Linked DNA regions of Macaca fascicularis: region 2 is linked to region 1. A link is a contact called in public Hi-C data. All regions are on one chromosome and are shown on one strand. Each heading gives the region's core, a stretch centred on a gene start, on an enhancer-like site or on the middle of the called end of the contact. The rest is flanking DNA. Distances are from core to core; before and after follow the strand shown. Region 1 overlaps EML4 (EMAP like 4). Region 2 has its middle 57 kb from the start of PKDCC.

The links. A called contact is a pair of places that touch in the nucleus more often than the background predicts.
Region 2: a contact with region 1 is called in a Hi-C map of liver, with 4 times the contacts expected there. The contact joins two enhancer-like sites. A contact is called at or near these places in 2 of 2 Hi-C or Micro-C datasets (liver and skeletal muscle).

What each region holds. Positions count from the first base shown.
Region 1 is chr13:79,869,320-79,873,439 of T2T-MFA8v1.1, forward strand. The region is part of intron 1 of EML4 (EMAP like 4); the gene reads right to left. Among named protein-coding and RNA genes, the nearest start is that of EML4, 27 kb to the right of the region's middle. Within about 2 kb of position 1,467, at least 1 of the 6 cell types and tissues checked has an H3K27ac peak or open chromatin away from gene starts, as enhancers often do. A contact at or near this core is called in liver, where this site is marked.
Region 2 is chr13:79,962,282-79,966,623 of T2T-MFA8v1.1, forward strand. No RefSeq gene overlaps it. Among named protein-coding and RNA genes, the nearest start is that of PKDCC, 57 kb to the right of the region's middle. Within about 2 kb of position 2,765, at least 4 of the 6 cell types and tissues checked have an H3K27ac peak or open chromatin away from gene starts, as enhancers often do. A contact at or near this core is called in liver, where this site is marked.

The DNA of each region.
Region 1 (4,120 bases), core at 217-2,716:
AAGCCTTCCCCCAGCGCTTTAGAGCGTCTCCCCTATTACTATCTTTAGAGACCTTACGTCAATCATACATGCCCATTCTCTCTCACATCTGACCTATCCACTGGTCATTTTCCCTCAGGATATTCACATCTCTATTAACCAAAGGAAAGAAAAAGATCAATTTTAAGTCAGACTCCCTCTGTCTCCCTTAAGAAGTTCTGGTAGGAGCAAGCTACAGGTGTTTGGACATTCTCATTTTCCATTCACTACCTAACTTGTAGCAAACTGGTCACCACAATTCCACTAAAGTCACTGATAAGCAACCCTATGAACTAGGTGCTTGTATTAGTCCCACTTTACAAATGAGGCACACAGAAAGATTAAATAACTTGCCCAAGGATACAAACTAGTTATTGCAGGTGCCAGGATGTACACGTAGGCACTGTGACTCTGGAGCCCAGATTCTTAACCACTACCCTATGCTTCAAATTACAAACACATATATTATGCTTCTAATTCTATTTTATAAATCCTGGCTAAAGGAGTACACAAGGTGTGAGGTGGAGCACATCTGGAGTTATTTCCAAAACTGTAATCTTTGTCAATAGCTAATGACACACTGACTGGCTTAACTGACAATTATTCACTATTTTGCTACACGTTTACTGGTTTCTTCTGAAGTGCCAATAAATGATCACTCTCAAATTTTTGCTTTTTAAGATAAAATATTCACTACTAATATATATTTCACAGATATTTAAAATTACTCATTTACCGAATAGATTTACAATTTACGTTGAGTTTACACCACTTTGTTTTTTTTCTGAAGACTACTGTTTTGGATTTACTGATATTTTCATTTAAAAAAATTCTAGTATTTAAGTAGATGTCTTAAATATACCTTTGCAAACAGAACTCTTATCACCTCCTGCCAATAGACGACTTGTGATTTTTATTGCCTCTATCTATCTTTTTGGGGGGTTCTTTTTCTTTACCAACATCAATTTTTCTATTAACAAGTTTAAAAGATGGCTGGGAGCATTGTGGCTCACACGTTAAACCCAGTAAATTTTGGGAGGCTGAGGCAAGCGGATTACTTGAGCCCACATAGTTGGAGACCAGCCTGGGCATATGGCAAAACCCCATCTCTACAAAAAAACACAAAAATTAGCCAGGAGTGGTGGTGCATGCCTGTGGTGCCAGCTACTCGGGAATCTGAGGTGGGAGTATCACCTGATCCTGGGAGGTCAAGGTTGCAGTAAGCAGTGATCTCACCACTGCACTCCAGCCTGGGTGACAGAGTGTGACCCTGTCTCAAAAAATAAAGACACAATTTACTTCCTTAAACCAACATATTCTTTGATTCCTAGCGTGGCTTTTCATTTTTGCAAGGCTCTTCTACTGTATTTACTCTATGGGCCTACAAAAACACTGAACGTAAGTGAAGTTTACTTTTTCAAAGTAGGGGGCACTCTTACACTAATCTCCTGTTATAAAGAATAAGACTTCCCTTTTCTTTCCACAGTAGAGGGCAGGGTGGAGGCAGGATGGTTACTGTATTAGGTATTACAGAAAACTCTCCCAGTCTCTCTTCCACAAACTCAAGCCACAAACTCCTGCAGGGGTAGAGAGGGAAGGGAAGTTACTAATTTGGTGGGTTAGATTTAGCTTTCCTTGGACCTTATTTTTAACAAGAAGGAAATTAGGTTACTGCACAGAAAACAAGGCCATCTTTCCCTTTCTCACTCCAGCTCTTTGTTAGGCTGATAACTAGGTACATAAAGTAAGCCTCTAATCTTCTCGCCAGCTGCCAGATTAAGTGTAGTCAGAGTAGGCATGGCAGACTGAACTCTCCCCATAGTCTCACAGTCTAGATTTGTTGGTGATTGCAGCAGACTCTCAATTTATCCTTAGATCCATGTTATGGTCTCAAATTCTGCTGTTATCAGATAGTCTAAATTTTAGAAACAGATCAGACCACTGGCCTTATGCTGTGTCCATTATTTATCTCTTAGAACCTGGAGAGAGAAGGGCTAAATGACTGGCACTCCTAACCTCAATATATACTATAAGCAAGTGTCAACAGATGGTGATCACCATTAAGCACATATTAAATGCTAATACTCTTTTATATATCCTTTTAATCTGATCTTGCAAGGTAAATATTTTTATCCAAATACATTAATAAATGAATGTATTAATTCACTCATTAATGACTGAATGAATGCTAAGGTTCAGAGAAGTATTTGCACAAGCTTCCAAAGCTAGTAAATTTTACAAACAAGGTTCAATCTCAAATATCTCTGATTCCAAAATTCTTAGTTAATGACCATACTCAATTTGATGAGAATAAAATACTACATCTAAGTTTGGTTAGTGTATGACCAATATTTAAGCAATCATCAAAGATATATTTGTCTGCCATGAAAAAGGAATAACTGATCCTCTAACAGTTGGTTAATGAAATACTAGGTTCTACAGGGAATTCAGTTATTGAAAAATAATTAACTTTAATAACACTTGCTGCAATAAAGATTGGAGAAAAAAATCTCCAATAACCTGATGCTCCATTTCCATCCAGGCTTCCTGTAGTAAATATGTAATGCTGCAATAAAGCTCCTTGAAAAATGAGTCATCGTGAACCAAATATAATCAACAAGATAATGATTAACCAAAAGCTGGCACAAATCCTAACAGAGTAATATAATTCAAATTCAGCCTCTTAAAAGATAACTCATGTTTAATGCTGGTATCTCAGAAATGTAAGCCAATAATTGGGTTTATGGAATGGTCTATATATTGGCACAAGCATATGCAAACGTACATTTTAAATTTTCCTATGTCTTGAATTTTTACACTTAGCATCGTTTACCCACAAAACCCAACAAATGGACTTCACAGTGTCAGATCTACATTTCCCACTCTATACAAAACTCTGAAAAACTATTTCCTAATGTTTACTAAAATCAATGTATTATTGCTTATTTTAGTATGGCATAAAAACTGAGTATGATACATTAAACATCATAATACTATGAATACTGTATCCTTAAAATGTAGTAATATAATCTCTTTCACTCCTTTCACTCAAAATTAAATTAGTTAATAGTCATGTAAGGCATATGCTCTAATGTTTTACCTGGTAGCATAATGAAGTTATCATATACCCTCTTACTTGCAATGAAACCAATCTAACAAATGACTAAAGCAAGTTAGGAGAAATACATTCCATGGCCACAAAACAAGGCCAAGTTAACTGGATCCTGAAGGCATAAACCCATAATTCTGACCTAAAAAATATAGCTTCTGTAACCAATGAGTTAGCTAACCATGCAACTACTTTGAAAGAATAATTTTATCATGTAATACTAATTACCTAATTTGGAAATAAAGCAGTCTTTGTCAAACAATGTTGTTTGTTACTGTTTCTAAGGATATTTATAAGAAAAAAAATAAGTTTTAACTCTTATCTTACACCATACACAGAAATTAATCTAAGGTAGAACATAGACCTAAAAGCCAAAGCCCTAAAGAACAAATGATAAATCAGACCATCAAGATTAAAGATCCCTGCCAGGCCGTGCTCACTCCTGTAATCCCAGCACTTTGGGAGCTGAGACAAGTGGATCGCTTGAGCCCAGGAGTTCGAGACAAGACTGGGCAACATGGTGAAAATCCCATCTCTACAAAAAATACAAAAATAAGCTGGGCATGGTGGTGCACATCAGTAGTCCCAGCTACTTGGGAGGCTGAGGTGAGAGGATCGTTTGAGCCTAAGAGGTGGAGGTTGGGCACCACATGAGCTACTGCTTGGGCAACAGAGCAAGACCTTGTCTTAAAAAAAAAAAAAAAAAAAAAAGAAATAAAAAAGGTAAATTAAAAAGTCCTACTCAATCAAAAGATATCATTTAAAAAGTAAGTAGGCAAGCCACAATGTAGGGGAAAATATTCACAGAATATTTTCTGACAAAAAATTTGTTTCCATAGTACAAGTCAACAATGATATAAATTATCCAGCGCAAAAAAAAAAAAAAAAAAGAGAAGTGAAAAATAAAGATCTGGATTCAGGATTAGATACAAAAAAAGAAAAGAAATATAAAGAAAATAACTGAAAAATATACAAATATGCTTTGCCTAATCT
Region 2 (4,342 bases), core at 1,515-4,014, 94 kb after region 1:
GACAGAGTCTTGCTCTGTCGCCCAGGCTGGAGTGCAGTGGCCGGATCTCAGCTCACTGCAAGCTCCGCCTCCCGGGTTTAGACCATTCTCCCGCCTCAGCCTCCCGAGTAGCTGGGACTACAGGCGCCCGCCACCTCGCCCGGCTAGTTTTTTGTATTTTTTAGTAGAGACGGGGTTTCACCGTGTTAGCCAGGATGGTCTCGATCTCCTGACCTCGTGATCCGCCCGTCTCGGCCTCCCAAAGTGCTGGGATTACAGGCTTGAGCCACCGCGCCCGGCCTTCTATGCTTAATTTTTGGCAAAAATGCCAGTGGTGCTGCCTTGTGGTCCTGAAATCATACTGGAAGGGCTGGCCCAGGACTGACTCTGGCCTTGGTGACTTGCATCCAGTCCATTTGGAATCCTGTTCCTATGGATAGTTTCTTCCTTGATATAAGTTGCCTGGGTCCCTCAGGAAAGCCATCAAATTCTATGTGAATGCAATCACTCAGGTCGGCTAAAGGCAGTTGAGTGTAACAGGAAGGTCTTCCTCATTGTGAAAGACAGCTGAAGACCGCAACAGAGTCCTTTCCATCTCTGATCAGAGAGACTGGCAGAGTTTATTGTCCCACAGCACAGGTTTAACACATGACCTCTGGAATCAGATCCATGGGTTCAAACTTCTCCCCTATTAGCTGGGTGTCCTTGGGCAAGTTAATTAGCCTCTCTAACCTCAGTTTTTTAATCTGTAAATTGGGGAGTGAATAGTCCCTTCTAAGTAGTATTCAGCGGAATGGCGCTTGCAAGTGCTTCCTTATCAGTTCCTAAAGTGTAAGCTTCTACATCGGAAACGGGATGTGACTTCATGTTTGGAAGACTCACTATGTTTTAAATTTTGCTGGGGCTCAGAAAATGATAAGTCAAAGTATAATGCCTTGGCATGCTGAGTACTGTGAACTAAAGGAGATTGGAAGGCCTTAGAAGCAGTCTCAGAAGCAAAATCTCTCTCTGAACTTCTCTTGCCCTATTTCCCACCCCTTCTTCTCCCTGAATTCATAGAAACCAGAATTCCTCTTCCCTATGGCAGGTCCTAACAGTTAGAACCCCTTTCCCCCAAAGCAAGCCATAAAATCTAGACCTGTTACTCTGAGTTCCCCCTGCCTATCTGTGTAGGCACTGATCCTGAAGAGATTCTCTGACCTACCTCTGACTGTGAGTTACAGACCTGTGTTCCAGACAGCCCCTGTCCCACACCCAGGAGGAAGGAATGCTGCTCAGAGAGGCCAAGAAGAATCTGAACAGACAGGCCTTGCTGGGTTTTCCTCCTCAGTCTATTACCATTAGATCGTATCCTTTTGTCTATTTTTATGCTTAGGTTCAACGAAGAAGGGACAGCATGTATTTCTACCTAAGCAGAAAAATAGACAGTTTTCCCTGGGTCACTGGCTTTTCATTTCTGAAGGCTCCTGTGTCCCATAAAACTTTGATTTGGTAAATTTGTTATGCTTGTTAATCAGTCTTTTGTTATAGCAGTGACCCTTATGATGGGTGAGGAAAGGTATCTCACATCTTTTCTCCCCCACCCCCCCACAATAGGGACTTATTGAACTGCACCACACCGAGTCCCAGGCCCAGGAGACTGGGCTCATAAAGTCCCACCGAGTTCCTAGGTACCAGCCTTCTGGTAGAGCAACTTTCTTTTTAGTGTGGCTCTATTCCTTCTTTACATATGCCTTCAGCTTCTTCTTTCCCCTCTTTTAGGTCTACTCTGCCTCCAGCCTGTGTTTTAATCACATAAAAAATGCTATTAAAAATGTAGAATCAAGAGCTGGACAGAGTGGCTCAAATCTGTAATCCCACCACGTTCGGAGGCTGAGGTGGGCAGATGGCTTGAGCCCAGGAGTTCGAGACCAGCCTGGGCAACATAGTGAAACCCCGTCTCAAAAAAAAAAAGAAAAAAAAAAAAAGATTAACCGGGTGGGCATGGTGGCACGACGCCTGTAGTCCCAACTACTAGGGAGGCTGAGATGGGAGGATCACTTGAACCTGGGAGGTCAAGGCTGCAGTGAGCCATGATCACGCCACTGCACTCCAGCCTGGGTGACAGAGCAAGACCCTGCTTCAAAAAGAAAAAGTTTAGAATCAAATTTTAAATTGTAAACTCTGATTGAGGTTGTTGCCTTCCAACTATGCTTGTTCATCTAGAAAGAGAAGTCAGCATTTCTTGAAGTCTGGCCGCAGTATGGGGTCCCTGAGAGAAAGCCTCTAAAAATATCAGGGGGAGGGAGGGAGAGGTATGCGATTGAAAGTTAGGGAGGTGGTTCCAGAGAAGAGGGCAAGCCCTCAGGTTGGGCCGCCAGAGGCTCCGAGGAGAAGAAAGAAAAGGAAGCCAGGCCTGCTATCCTGATGGAGCCCGCTCCTCCCACCGCGGGGAGATCCGCCCTCAGCGCTGTGGTGGCCGGAAGTGCTGGGCTCGGCCGGGTGGGGGCGAGGGGCTGCCTGGGATCTCAGTCTCCGGGTTGGGCTGGGATATTTATAGCACCTGGGTTTCTGGGTCTGCCTCCACCTGGATTTATTTATGCGGCCTGTGGCTGTGGCGCGTGTGGGGAATGAAGGGGGGCGGATCTCGCTGCAAGGGTCTAGTTCTTGGCCTTGTGACTGTAGCTGGAATGGAAACGACAAATCACAACCAGGAGCTGTCTGGGGGAACACAGGCAGAGCAGCATTTGGTGCTGCGCCTGCAAAGCCGCCGGTGGTTGGGCCTGGTGAAACTCGGGGCTTTCCAGATCCACGCGGTGTCGCCTTTGCGGCCGCCGTGGGCGTGGGTGAGGCAGGTGTGGGCTACGGGGAAGCGATCCCCCCCACGCAAGTCACTCCGGGCTCCAGCTCTCACGCCTTCCTCCGCAACTCCTGGGAAGAATTAAAGACGGAAAAATGTTCCCTCTCCGGAGGGATCTGTACTTGGAAAGAGAACTCGGAGAGCACGTGGTGGCCGGCCCCATCTGCAGACCCAAAACTAGAGAGTCCACGTTTGCGAACCCATCTGCACTTTCGACTTCCCCTGATCACTACGTGTCTGGCTGCTCTCAGACTGCAATGACATCATTTAAAAAAAATGTAAATAACTGTCCTTTGGGCCTTTCAAGAACCTAGTGATTGAGGAGAGGGCAACGCTGAACGCTGAATCTCGAGGAAGGCTGTGTCGTGGGACCCTCAGGCATTGTTTAATCTGTGCAGGGCGCAGTCTTGGGCAGGCCCCAGCCCTCTCCTCTGCCCACTCACAAAGCCTAGTCTGCTTGCTCCGCCGGCAAATGGGCTGGAGGAGAGGAGAGGGGCAGGGTGGGCGCTAAGATGCTGTGAGGAAAGCCAGAACCCTCGTGGTACCTAGGGAAATGAAAATCGCGTTGACAGTAGTCCAACGCTTTGCTTTTCTCATTCACCCCTTGGATAGCACGAGACAGGCACTCCTGCCAACGTCCCCATTTCACAGATGGAGAAACTGAGGCTTAGGCAAAGCAATTTGCCCCAGGGTGACGGAGCATGCGTCAACTTCAGTTTCCAGCTCGGACGCGAGGGGCCGTCGGGGGCGTTCCGGGGAGGGGGTGCCTGGGCCGGGCGCGGGCACGCGGGGCTAGGAAAAGTTCTGGCAGCGGCGCGGGGTGTAGCAGGCGTCCGGCGGGGCCGCACGGGCCTGGTGCTGCTGGAAAGGCCGGTCTGGTAGCCCGGGACGAGGGGGAGGCCTGCCCGGAATCCCGAGCAGCACGGCAGGGCCGGGGCAGCTGCCAGGCGCGGCTGGGGACCCGCTCGCGCTGCGGTCGGTCGGCGGCGGGCAGGCCACATACCGCGCGGCGTGGAGGAAATGGCTGGGATTCCTCCTGCGGCGCCGCGCGGGCCTCGGGGCGGGCGGGGCTCCCCCAGTGTGTCGGGGCGGGGGCGGGGCGCGGCGGAGGGTGAGCCGGGATCCGGGCGCTGGCGGGGGCGCCCCGACCTGGGTCCTCCTACCCGGAGCGCTCCCGCCACTTTGCCGGCATCTGGGCCTCCGGAGCCCCGTGAACCCTCAAGAAGGGGAGCACGTGAAGGGGCGCAGGTTCGACTCCTGCAGAGACTCCCCGGCCCTGCCCAGCCTCCTGCCCGTTTAGCGTCTCTGCCTCAGGCCTGAGGGGCCTGAGTCACCCACCCGAAGAGCGAGGCCTGCAGCCCCTGCTGATCCGAATCAGGTCTTGCCTTCTGGGATGGCGCACGACACGCGTGGGGCCCAGCGAAGAGGATGCTGAGGACCTGGGCGCTGCTCCGGGCAGTGAGGCCTCCGCAGGTCCCAGTTTCAGTCTTGGAAAGTCCGGGCCGCTGAAGTCCTCAGTGTTCT